2 separate regions of the Sus scrofa genome follow, and region 1 is linked to region 2. Evidence: chromatin contacts called from public Hi-C data. All regions are on one chromosome and are shown on one strand. The core of a region is the stretch at or near the end of the contact, and the rest is flanking DNA. Distances in the headings are between cores, read along the strand shown.

Region 1 (3,014 bases), core at 304-2,803, 290 kb before region 2:
GCTTCAGGAAGGCAAGTGTGACAGCTGGGTGGAGGCAGAGAGGAGGCAACTGTCAGAGATGTTGGAGTCCTTCAACTCAGGGTGGAGAGCAGATTCCAGGGGGGCTGTGGGCCTCATCAGTGAGGATTTGGTGATGGGAGAGCCTGGAACTGGCCATCTGGAGGCACCTCCATGTCATTAAGAGGACAGGAAATGTGTGTTGGTGGAGTGTCCACAGGGAGATGTCCTCTGGGCACCTGAGGGAGAGGACAGGACTACAGCAGGAGATGAAGGGCTGCTGCCAAGCCAAGTGTGGAGCAGTGAGAACCGAGTGTGCTGAGCCAAGAGCCTGGAGACACCTCCTCTCACACCTGCCTGATACCTTCTGGTCACTGGCCTCCCAGGCCCCCCTCTTCCCTCTATGCCTAAGCCCCTAAGAGTCAATATCCCCTGCCTCATCCCAGGGCTGCAGAGCACAGGCCATGATGAATTTTGTCCTCACCAATGAGAGCAGGATCCCAGCCATTCCTAGGAAGCAAGCTTTTTAGACGCCTAGAGCCCAGGGTCTCCCCAGGCCCTAGCCTTCATTCAACAAGCCAAGGCCTGGGGAGTGGGATTTACCGTGGCCAGGCCCTCCCTGTCCCCACCCCATGGGGGCCCATCTTCTTCTCTCTTCCTGCGAGCAGAGCAGTGCATTTGGCTTTTTATAAAGCCAATAAATAAATAAGCAAGCGGGCATGATTAATTGATGGCATGGAGCAGACCAAGGCGCTGGGAGTCAGGTGGCCAGCTTCCTGGCGGAGCAGGGCTTTTCAGTGACCTGGGGCCTGCGCCAAGGAAGGGAAACCTGCTTTGGGGAGGTGCTTTCAGTGTGCCTGGGGTTTTCACCTTTCTCTTGGGGCAGAGGATCTCTCCTGGCCTTCTCTAGGCCCTAGGCCAGGCCAGGCTGGAGGCTGGGGACCAACAGGTGCCCCTGCCCTACCCCCATCTTTTTCCTGTGTCTGAGTACCCTCAGGCTAAACACCCTAGGATTGGTCCCACCAGCCCACGCCCCCTAAACTAGGTTTCCCCTTCTACCTCCTCCACACCTCAATTCGTCCCACACTATGCGACCCCCGACACACGTTTCAGGTGTGTGTTATTTGGGGGGGGGCATCCAGATCCAAGGGGAAGGGGTGGCTCCAAAGGGCCGGGCTGATGGTAGGGTGCGGGGGGAGGGTAAGGGGCTGCTGCTAATGTTGGTACCTGAAGAGACAGCCCTGGGGGAGGCCAGAGACCCCTCCTCAGGCCACCCTGCGTGCTCATAGAGAAGGGCGCTGGACGGCGTGTTCTAGGTCCCGCAGGGCGCTCTCCGTGTAGAGTTTGGGGAGGGCCGAGGGGGAACGCGCGGGGGAGGAGGGAGCGGGAGGGGAGGGAGGGAGAGAGGCGGGCAGAGCGCAGTGCAGCGGTGGCAGAGGCGACGGTAGAGGGAGGGAGGCAGGCGGGCGGCGGCGGGGCCGCGGGGCGAGGCGAGCGCCGGGCGGCCGCGGCAGAGGAGCCGCAGCCGCAGCGGGGCCGGGCCGGGCCGGGCGCGCACCAGTGGCGGCGGCAGCGGCAGCGGCAGCGGCGGCAGCAGCAGCATCTTTCTCCCAGAGCCGGTGCAGGTAACGCAGGGGTGGCCGGGCCCGGGGCTCTGGGCCTCCTCCCCTCTCCCTCGTTCTCTATCTCCCTCCCGGCAGGCTTCCTTTCCACTGGTGCTCGGCCTCTCGGACCCCTGCCGGGCCAGAGCCCAGCCCGAGCCGGAACGCGTCCTGGGTCCCTTTGCCCCTCCAAGACAGGCGCCTTGTCAGCGGTGACCTTGAGCGGGCACCCGGCGGCGGGCGGGGCGGGCCGGGGTGGGCGCCTGCGGACCGGCGCCTACGGGCGCCGGGGAAGGGGCGCGCCGTGCGCCGGGCTTCGAGAAAACTTTCGTGGGCTCGAAGCAGCCCCAGAGCTTGGGGGCGTCCAGAGCGCTAGAACCCCCAGTTTCTTCTTTCCCAGCCGGCTCTGACTTCTGTGCCTGGCTTCCCCTAGTATTGGGGGCCCCTCTTTCTCCAGGCCCCGGTTCCTGCAGGTGAGGGACATGATCAGAGCTGTGGACTCTGGCTCAGGGCTGGAGCTTTCTCCCATCCGCAAAGGCTTCTAAGGGCCGAAGCACTGCAGGACCACCGCCACCCCCCCCCCCACACACACACCCTGCCAGTTTCTCTCAGTATTTTTCCCCGAGCCCCTCACCCTGCCCACACCCACAGCCCTTCTCCAGGCACTGTGTGCCAGAGTCCCCCACCTGGTGACACAAGAGCTCCAAAGCCCCACACTCAGTTGAGCTCTCATATCCGCAGCTTAATTTTTCAGCCCAGCCGCAAAGGGTCCTTGAGGAAGTGGGCTCAGGCAGGGACCACAGAGGCCCCCCCACAGCAGATCAGTATGTTTCTGCACACCTGGAATCAACAAGGACCTGGTCACCCTGAAGCCCTGGGGTCTCAGGAGGAAACTATATCCTGGCATCAGGTGTGTCCTAGCATCCTAGAGCATTAGTCTTGGAAAAGGCAAGTGAGGCCCAGAGAGGGTGAGCCAGCCTCAAGGTCACACAGCCAACCCCTGGAAGGAGCAAGAACTGGGCTTTCTTATAATGGGTTGGGGAGGGATGGAGAGGGACTCTTTGGTTCCTACACCTGGAGGATTTGAGCTCTGCCTCTTACCAGCTGTATGACCTCTGACAAGTCATTTCCCCTCTGACTCCCTTCCCCATGTGTGTAATGGGGGTAGCTACCTCACAGGGATGTGCTGATGGCTGGGTTCATGTTCTTGAAGTGTTTACCATCATGCCTAGTGCATGGTCTGTGTCCAAAATTTTGGGCTACCAACCTGTGAACTTTCCCTTCTGGGTCTGGAAGGGAAGAAATGATTTCCATCCTCTCCCTTCTGCTCTGGCACCTAGATTTAGGTGAGCTCTCCCCTGTGGCTAACAGGGCTGCTGGGGGGACTGTTTCCCAGAACCCTGAGCACTCATGCTC
Region 2 (3,361 bases), core at 538-3,037:
ATGGTGTCTTTTTCTTTTCTCTTTTCACCTAGTCAGCCTGGCAGGCCCCAAGCAAGGTGGAGGCCCAGACCCAGAGGGTCAAGGGCGCAAGGGTGTAGGGTGAAGGGTCACTGCATATCAGACAAATGGCTTATTGTGTCCATGTCCTCACAGTGTGGTCAGGGCTCAAATCCAACCCAGGCTGAGTAAGAACCTCCTGTGTGCTAAGCACAGCCCTGTCCTTGAGTCTGGAAGGTGGTCTCAGTGATCACCATTTTGCAGGTGAGGACACTGAAGTTCAGGGAGGGCAGTGACGTACCCAGGACCACAGAGGGGCAGCAGTGGGATTCAGACCAGCTTGTTGGAGGGCAGAGTCAGAGCAGAGGGTCCTGTCCCAGCCTAGAGACCTACCCCATACTGGAAGAATGGAAGGAAAGGACACCAGCAAAGCTGCATTTTAGACCCTAAAGCACGTGCCCTATTAATTGTCGTGAGGCCCCTTCTGCCTGGCTGACCCACCCCACCTGCTTCCTTCTGTTCTCTGCAGGATGTGCCACGGCCCAGGGCGGGGCAGAGGATGAAGGGGAGGCAGAGGCAGGCTGGATTGAGGGGGCTGCCATCCTCCTCTCGGTCATCTGCGTGGTCCTGGTCACAGCCTTCAATGACTGGAGCAAAGAGAAACAGTTCAGAGGCCTGCAGAGCCGCATTGAGCAGGAGCAGAAGTTCACCGTGGTCCGGGCTGGCCAGGTGGTCCAGATCCCTGTGGCTGAGATCGTGGTTGGGGACATCGCCCAGGTCAAATATGGTAAGTAGCCCAACTACAGAGCCAGATGCTAGAGCTGGAATTCAGGCAGAGATGGGACAGGACAGGCAGACCCAGACAGGCTGGCCCAGGGCAGGGGGTGGGTCCCTGAAGGCTGACCCCAAGCCAAGTTGTCTTCTGAGCTCCCCGGAGAGGTGGAAGGCTCCTTTCTGGAGGTAGGATTAAATAGCTTTCAGAAGCCATTTAAATCAGAATTGGCAAATACATGGCATAGGTACCACCATTCTCCAGACTTCTACCTTTAGCAGACATTACTAATCGATCTCAGCTCAAAGCCTAGATACATCCTCAGAAGCCTCCTCAACATGGCACTCCAAGGACCATGAACACTCAGAATGGGTTGATGAGAGGAAATCCATTTCCCACCTCTGATTTGGCTATTGATGGGTGGTTGCTGGGCTAGAGAAGATGTTATAGGGAATGGACATGGATGAGTGGCCATTCTAGGCCTGTGTTACTGCCATGGAGAAAGTGGGGTTTAGAGGAGATGTGTCCTAGGTATGTAGCGGCAGAAGGTGGGAGAAAGATTGGAGGGCCTCTCCTCCCCCATCCCTGTAGGGGTTTGGTTTCCTCTGATAATATGCCTGTCTTGGAAGTCTCCTCAGCTTAGTCAAGATAGATTTGTCTCTTCCAAAAGAATGTCCCCACACCACAATTAAGACCAGAGAAGAACGATTCATTGAGAAAACTGGGCCCCAAATCCACGCAGCACCGGGGGAAGCACACCCACTCTTGCTAGGATCATTTGGGGACCCAGCCTTAGCCTCCAGGCCTCATGCGTTCCACCTCGGCCCCAGGCTTCAGCTGCCTGTGGGCCTGTGATGGGCACCATCTTGGTTCCTCCACCCTAGGAGCTCTAGTAGGCAGCCACTTCCCAAAGGCGAAACTGCCCTTGTAGTCATGCCTGGCAGGAATGTTCCAGCCTCCCCAGCCACCAGAAACCCTGCTGATTGACCCCCTCACCCTTCCTCCCACCAGGTGACCTCCTCCCTGCTGACGGCCTTTTCATCCAGGGCAATGACCTCAAGATCGATGAAAGCTCCCTGACGGGGGAGTCTGACCAGGTGCGCAAGTCCGTGGACAAGGACCCCATGCTGCTGTCAGGTGAGCTGCGGCCGGACGGTGGGCTCACTCCCATTGCCAGTCCCTGCGTCCCTGCCCAGGGGGCTCCATGTCCCCTTCATGAGGCTAGAGAGTCTCAGAGGCATTGGCTCCAGATCTCTGGCCAGCTTGGCCCCAAATGAGAACTCCCTCCCTTTTCCCAGCAAACGTGCATTGAGCTTACTGTGCACTTGGCACTGCTCTGGGTCCCGGGACTGGTACAGGGAATAAGACTGACGAGTTCCTGCCCCCGTGAAGTCTACCTTCTAATGAGCTGGTTTTCTGAAAAGTCACACACTGAAGCCTGTTCTCTAGGGGCTAGAAAGTATCCGTCAGGTGAGGAGTTCCCATCGGCTCAGCGGTAACAAACCCAACTAGTGTACATAAAGATGCACGTTCGATCCTGGCCTCAATCAGTGGGTTAAGGATCTGGCGTTGCCGTGAGCTGTAGTGTAGGTCACAGATGCAGCTCACATCCCACATTGCTGTGGCTGTGGCGTGGACTAGCAGCTACAGCTCCAATTCAATCCCTAACCTGAGAACTTCCATATGCCTCAGGTGCAGCCCTAAAAAGACCAAAAAAAAAAAAAAAATCAGTCAGGTGACAATCATTTTAGACACCTACTGTGTGGCAGGCACTGGGCTGGGGGCTGGGGACACAATAGTGAATAAGACAGATGAGGCCCCAACCATGAGGAGCTTGTGGTGCAGATAATGCAAAGGTTCCAGAGGGTAATAAACACATAACAAAAATAAAGCAGGGCAATGGAAGGCAGGTGGTTGCACGTGTGGCTGAGGTGTGAATGGTGAGAAGCAGCTGGTCTTGCAACTTTCCAGGGGAAGAATATACCAGGAAGTGGGGAAAGCGAGTGCAAAGGTCCTGGGGCAGGACCCTGAGCAAGATGGATCGGTCAGATGTCAGGCCTAGAGCACCAGGGTCAGGAGTGTGTGCATTTTCTGAGTGTGATGCGGATTCTCTGGAGTGGTTTTAAATGGTAAGCTGATCACATTTACATATTTAAGATCTCAGTCTGGGAGTCCCTGCTGTGGCACAGTGGGTTAATGACCTGGCGTTGTCTCCACAGCAGCACCAGTTCAATCCCTGGCTTGTTGCAGTGGGTTTAAGATCCAGTGTTGCCACAGCTGCAGCTAGGATTTGATCCCTGGCCCAGGAACTTCCATGTGCCATGGGTGCAGCCAAAAAATGGGGGGGAGAAGATCTCAGCCTGGCACGAGCAACAAGGAACAAGCAAGAGCAGATGTGTACCATAATTTCAGACAGCAATAAGTTAGATGAAAACATTACACCATTGTAGTGAGACAAAGACTCTGAGGAAGGGGATAGGAATCTTAGTGGCTCAGGGAAAAGCCTGACTGAGGAGGTTGCATTTGAACTAAAACCAGAACAATGAGAAAAAAGAGCATTCCAGGCCAGAGGGACAGTAAGTGCCAAGGCCC

The links. Hi-C and Micro-C count contacts between places; a contact is called where the count stands out from the background.
Region 1: a contact with region 2 is called in a Hi-C map of liver, with 6 times the contacts expected there. The contact joins the promoter of ATP2B2 here to the enhancer-like site in region 2. A contact is called at or near these places in 1 of 5 promoter capture datasets (liver) and 1 of 47 Hi-C or Micro-C datasets (liver).

The regions. Positions count from the first base shown.
Region 1 is chr13:66,895,664-66,898,677 of Sscrofa11.1, reverse strand. ATP2B2 (plasma membrane calcium-transporting ATPase 2) reads left to right here and starts at 1,553. Exons shown (of 25, transcript XM_021069335.1): 1 at 1,553-1,622.
Region 2 is chr13:66,601,662-66,605,022 of Sscrofa11.1, reverse strand. It overlaps ATP2B2 (plasma membrane calcium-transporting ATPase 2), which reads left to right. Exons shown (of 25, transcript XM_021069335.1): 6 at 527-784; 7 at 1,781-1,906. Among named protein-coding and RNA genes, the nearest start is that of MIR885, 5.7 kb to the right of the region's middle. Within about 2 kb of position 1,787, at least 2 of the 83 cell types and tissues checked have an H3K27ac peak or open chromatin away from gene starts, as enhancers often do. A contact at or near this core is called in liver, where this site is marked.